Regions from separate parts of the Triticum aestivum genome. Here region 1 is linked to region 2. A link is a contact called in public HiCAR-type data. All regions are on one chromosome and are shown on one strand. Each heading gives the region's core, a stretch centred on a gene start, on an enhancer-like site or on the middle of the called end of the contact. The rest is flanking DNA. Distances are from core to core; before and after follow the strand shown. Region 1 holds the start of LOC123167792 (protein PSK SIMULATOR 2). Region 2 holds the start of LOC123166830 (very-long-chain 3-oxoacyl-CoA reductase-like protein At1g24470).

Evidence for each region. HiCAR-type assays count read pairs that join an accessible place to other places.
Region 1: a HiCAR-type map of leaf shows a contact between it and region 2, with 2.2 times the contacts expected there. The contact joins the promoter of LOC123167792 here to the promoter of LOC123166830 in region 2. A contact is called at or near these places in 1 of 5 Hi-C or Micro-C datasets (an unstated tissue) and 1 of 1 datasets of contacts at active chromatin or transcription factors (leaf).

What each region holds. Positions count from the first base shown.
Region 1 is chr7D:618,492,257-618,494,956 of IWGSC CS RefSeq v2.1, reverse strand. It overlaps LOC123167792 (protein PSK SIMULATOR 2), which reads right to left and starts at 1,402. Exons shown (of 12, transcript XM_044585654.1): 1 at 956-1,402. The coding sequence starts at 1,159.
Region 2 is chr7D:618,360,788-618,363,487 of IWGSC CS RefSeq v2.1, reverse strand. LOC123166830 (very-long-chain 3-oxoacyl-CoA reductase-like protein At1g24470) reads left to right here and starts at 1,334. Exons shown (of 2, transcript XM_044584635.1): 1 at 1,334-1,835; 2 at 1,928-2,700. The coding sequence starts at 1,415. The coding sequence ends at 2,574. LOC123166832 (probable magnesium transporter NIPA6) reads left to right here. Exons shown (of 9, transcript XM_044584637.1): 9 at 658-1,289. The coding sequence ends at 779.

The DNA.
Region 1 (2,700 bases), core at 153-2,652, 130 kb before region 2:
ACCGAAGATGATCCTTGATGCTCACTGGCCAGAGGAAAGTAGACATGGAACAGATGCTACCAGAACAGTGGAGACAAACTCCCTTAACCAGATAGATGCTTGAGTTCCTATATCTTTCACTGCTTATCCAAATCATTTTGACAGCAACATACGCCGGCATCGCTTCATTTCTTTTCTTTTTTTACTCCCCCGGTCTGTGCTTCACCATCCGGTGCTTCCTTGTGGCTGCAAGTCAAAGCGGCCAAGTTGGACGATTTCCACAAGAGAAGCACAGCGCAGTATTGCCAGTGTCTCAAGCTCCATGGATAGCATCGAAGAAGCGGTCAACAGCAGCCGCAAAGATGGAAGTTTCTGTCCGGGTCACTGGCTTGACCAGTCCAAGGAGTAGACTTATACTATGTGCTGACAGCAACCCGAATGCAGATTAAGCAAGCTCAGCTGACCAAGAGGAATCCATCCGTGTGCGACCAAGCCTCCGGTGTGTGAATGAAAAAACAATGGCCGCCAAGATTGACCTGGCGTTACGTTTGGACTCTGCCTCCTGTACCACCAGTCCCCCTGCTCCGGCGAGAGCACGCTGATTGATTGATTGATTGATTCCCCAATCCAAATGTTCGTCGGAACAGCTCTGTGCGGAACCAAGCCAAATTCTTCGTTTGGACGGAGTAATCTGTGCTGGAGACATCCGGTGCCATGGCCGACCTGCGCGGCAGCTTCACCTGAAACAACTACTTCCCTGTGGCGTATGCTCCGGGCAGATTGGAACGCGTACTGAAGTTTCTGAAACTCTGTTAGACGGTCTGCTCTGCTCTGCCTGACGAGAGGCGAATAACGCGCTCGTCGCGCAACCGAAGGTCTCTGCCGCGGCGGCCGGCCGGCGGGCAGAGCCCGGGCTCGAGGGAAAGAAACACACAAACAAAGATTGGTGAGTGGCGGTGGAAGAGCGGGTGGGTACCTTGTGGGGCTTGTGCGGCGGCGGGATGGCGATCTCCCCGGAGTCGAAGTCGGTGGGGCCGTAGCGGCCCCGGCGCGCGTCGAAGACCGCCCCGAGCGCCTGCTGCTGGTGCTGCTGGTGGTGGTACGGCTGCGGCTGGACGGACCGGCCCTGCGGCCGCGCCGACCCCTCCCGCTTCTCCCGCCTGGAGAACACGCACCCCATGGCGCGCCTACCGCCTCGAGAGCAGGTTCCAATCCAGAGCCGCTCGGCGCCTCTCCCGTCGGTCGCCGGCGTCCGGCAGGCAGGTGGAGTTGGAGGATGGAGTCCGGAGTGGGCGGGGCAGTGGCACGGGATTGGTTGGGAGGAGGGCGGGGGAATGGGACGGAGAGGCGAGGCGAGGAGGGTGATGGATGGATGGACGGATGGAGGGAGGAGGGTGGTGCTTTTGGGTTTCCTTTGGCGTCGTCGTCGCCCCTGGGCTGGTCGCCGTCGCGTTGCGTTCGCAGCCTTTGACTTGTTCCCTCCCTCCCACAATCCTATTCGGCTATTCTCTTCCCACCAGCCGCTTTCCCACCGCACCCGCCTTCCTTCCTTTTCACCCTGCCTTCACTTCACTACCGGGCAACAGCTCCTCCTCCGTGTGCCGACTAGTTTTACAGTTCCACCGTCCAAAAGGTTGTGCATACGATAGGAAGGTTCTTAGATGGCCCTGGATCTTATATATAAATCAATAAGCTTAGGTAAACACTCGACTAGTTTTTCCTTTAGGTTTGTAGGGTATCCAAAAACAAGCATGTGGCACACGACACGATCCTATCAACATTTGTACGAAGAGTGACAATGCCGGTTGGTGGCATATAGCAAGACCAGAATCCCAGCTCCGATGGCAAGCACATAAGGTGGCGTCGGAGAACTGCCGTACACGTACACATCAACCGTGAGAGAGTGAAGGGCCATGTCAAGATCACAAGAGACTACTTTGCACCAAATCCAACCTATTCGGAGAAGTACTTCCGCCGGCACTTTCGAATTCACACAAGTCGTTTTCTGACCACTGTTTTCTAGGCTTGTAACTACTCGGTCAATGGGCACAACTACTCAATGGGTTACTACCTTACGGATGGCATCTATTCACCATGGGCCACATTACTCGAAACAATTCCGCATCCAAAAGGTCACAGAAATATTCACTTCGCCCACTATCAAGAAGCTGCTAGGAAAGATGTGGAGAGAGCCTTTGGTGTGCTTCAAAAGTGCTTTGCAATTGTTCGTGGCCCTGCCGAGTACTGGAGCTCCAAGGTTCTATGGCAGATCACGACTTGTTGCATGATATTGCATAACATGATCATTGAAGGCGAGAGTGGTATGCATGCCTGAGAACTTTCGGTACATCCAATGGGTCTCCAACCGAGCCAGAGTATGATACGAACAGAATCCTGGTATTCCTCGAAGAGCATCGCAAGATCGAGAACCGACAAGTTCATGCTCAGATCCAAGATGAGCTTATTGAGCATCACAGGCAACGTCATAGCGCTTCCTGGTTATTCTATCACATGTTATTTGCTACATTCGGACCATTTGGTGTGTTATATTTATATCGGTAGAGCCCGAAAATTGATAAACGGCGTATATATATATATATATATATATCGGTAATAACGGCCTAGATTTAAATGCTTGGTGGACAGCAACAACACGTGGTGTTTGATCACCGATGAACAGTCACTATTATACATTAATTGAACCTGCGACGAAGACGCCTC
Region 2 (2,700 bases), core at 85-2,584:
TGTTGTGAGGGAAATAATAACTTCAAGTTTCTCAAGACACCCTTTTCTTTTGAAATAGTTTGTGCTAAACCAGCTATTCCCACTGATATTCTAAAATAAATAATAAACATATGTTTAGTACTCCCTCTGTAAAGAAATATAAGAGCGTTTTAGTGGTCTAAACGCTCTTATATTTCTTTACGGAGGGAGTAACTTGGAGTAATAGATCCATCAGAATGTTTCTTAACTACTGCGTAACTGCGAGCACTAATTCTCACTGTTATTCACAAATAAAAAAGAAACATGTTTTAGTTCTTTTCTGCTCCAACTGCTATTTTGAACTGGATTTGTTCTTCCAAACCTGTTAATTGTTATAAGCAGTTCTCTTTCATATTTCGTATCAATAGCAGATTTAGGGAAGACCTGAAAATTTATTCTTCTGTTATTACTCCACTAATTCTCACTGATATTCACAAATACTCCGTCCGTAGCTTGAAAAACGATCTTATATTGTGGGACGGAGGGAGTAGAAAAGAAAAATGTTGTAGTTCTTTTCTGCCCCAGCCGCTGTTTTGAACAGAATTTGTTCTTTCAAAGCTGTTATAAGCAGTTCACTTTCATATTTCGTATCAGTATTTGATTTTGGAAAGACCTGAAAAATTATTCTTCTGTTTGCAGCATCCACTTGGCCTCTGGATAGAGGAATATCTTGGTATATCAGCGTAGGCAGCGACAATCTACTGAGGAACGTCGAAGATGACTACTTTGCCGCTCCGCAAAGTTCGCCCGCCACACCCTGATCGTACATTCAGAGTCAAGTCCAAATACTTTGACCGCAGAAGAGAAAGTCCTCGGTCACTTGTACAAAAAGGAAGAGAGATGTGAGTTGCAGCGGAATCTTGGCAGCGCCAGCATTCTGGCGGTTTTGGTTGAGAGGATGAAGATTTCGTCAGCCATTCTTTCGTCGTTCGCACGTACATAGGAACCTGTCTAGATTTATCCAAACAATTCATACTAGGAACAGGATACGCCCTGCCGTCCAATTCCAGTTTGTAAGTTGTTCGTCGATGAGCGGTGAGCGGGCTGAATTTGTCGGCCTGCCTGTTGTTGTGCATTACGTAGAATATTTCTCCTTGTGATTAGGCTTGAGGGCGGAGCATCGATGCACGGTTCGATTTCGACGCCATTGTTCTTCTTCTGAGAGAAGTTTTCGGTTTCATTGTTGAGCTTAGTTTTGGTTGACCAGATGTATACATTCAGTGGAGGCTCCATTGCAGCCTCCTGTTAATGTTAAATCTTTAACTTGCTGATGATATGGTTGCCATATGAGCTGAGGTCAAGATTGTGACATGTTGCTGCACACATCTCGGCAGGTTGCCTGCATCTCTGTTCCAACAAAATTAGTGGTTGGTACTTGGAGTGTGTCCCCTGGACCATGGGCAGTTGTCTATGCTACTGCTACTACAAAACTGGCACCGAACGCGTGAACGAGGGTCAGGAGAGTGGAGAATGGCGGCTGACCTCCAGCAGACGCCGGCGTGGTTCCTCTGGCTGGCCGTCCTCGGCGCCCTCCACGTCGCGGTGCTCTCGTCTCGCCTCCTCGTCCACCTCGCCCACTGCGTGCGCCGACCCAAGGACCTCCGCCGGTACTACGGAACGTGGGCCGTGGTCACCGGCCCGACGTCCGGCATCGGCCGGTCCGTCGCCCTGGAGCTCGCCCGCCGGGGCCTCGACCTCGTCCTCGTCGGTATCGACGCCGCGGACCTCCGGGAGGTCTCCGACGCGGTCATGTCCCGTCACGCCGTGCAGACCAGGACCGTGGTGTTCGACCTCTCGCTCGTCTCCACCCCCCCAAGGTACCACGTAGTTTACACAGGTTTGGGGTATATCGGAGCGCATGGCGACGGCCTGCAGGCACTTGATGATCCTCTCGGCCGGCGGCGTGCAGGCGACGAGGCGCTGCGGCGGCTCCGGGACGTCGTGGAGGGGCTGGACGTGGGCGTCCTCGTGAACAACGCCGGGGTGATGAACCCGGGCGCGGCGTTCCTGCACGAGGCGGACGCGGAGGCACTGATACGCATGATCCGCGTGAACCTGTGGGCGACGACGGTGGTGACGGCGGCGGTGATCCCGGGCATGGCGGCGCGGGGCAGGGGCGCCGTGGTCAGCATGGGGTCGGCGACGTCGGAGGCCGTCTCCTCCTTCCCGCTCCACGCCGTCTACTCCGGCACCAAGCGGTACGTCGCGGTGCTCTCCGGGGGCCTCGCCGCCGAGTACGGGGGCAGAGGGGTCGACGTGCAGTGCCAGGCGCCGATGTTCGTGGCGACGGCGATGGTCGCGGCCTTCTCGGCGCTCTGGCGCCCCGCGCCGCTGGTGCCCACCGCCGACGCCTACGCGCGCGCGGCGGTGCGCTGGGTCGGGCGCGGCGGCCCGCTCTGCGTGCCCAGCCTCCGGCACCGGCTGCTGTGGTGCCTTCTTGACGTCGTGCCCGGCTGCGTGCAGGACTGGGCCTGCCTGCGCGAGGGCCTGCGGCAGAGGAAGACGTCCCGGAGCCGGCGATCGTCGACGGCGTCGGCGTGCCATGCCAGCAACTGAGTAGGAAACTGTCTCACGAGTGAGTGAAGTGGCGTGATTCCTGGACCCACTCTCGTTTTATTTTTTTGGAATCACTAAAAATCTGACACCAGCCACTTGGACGGATAACTTGGGTCTGAATTCTGC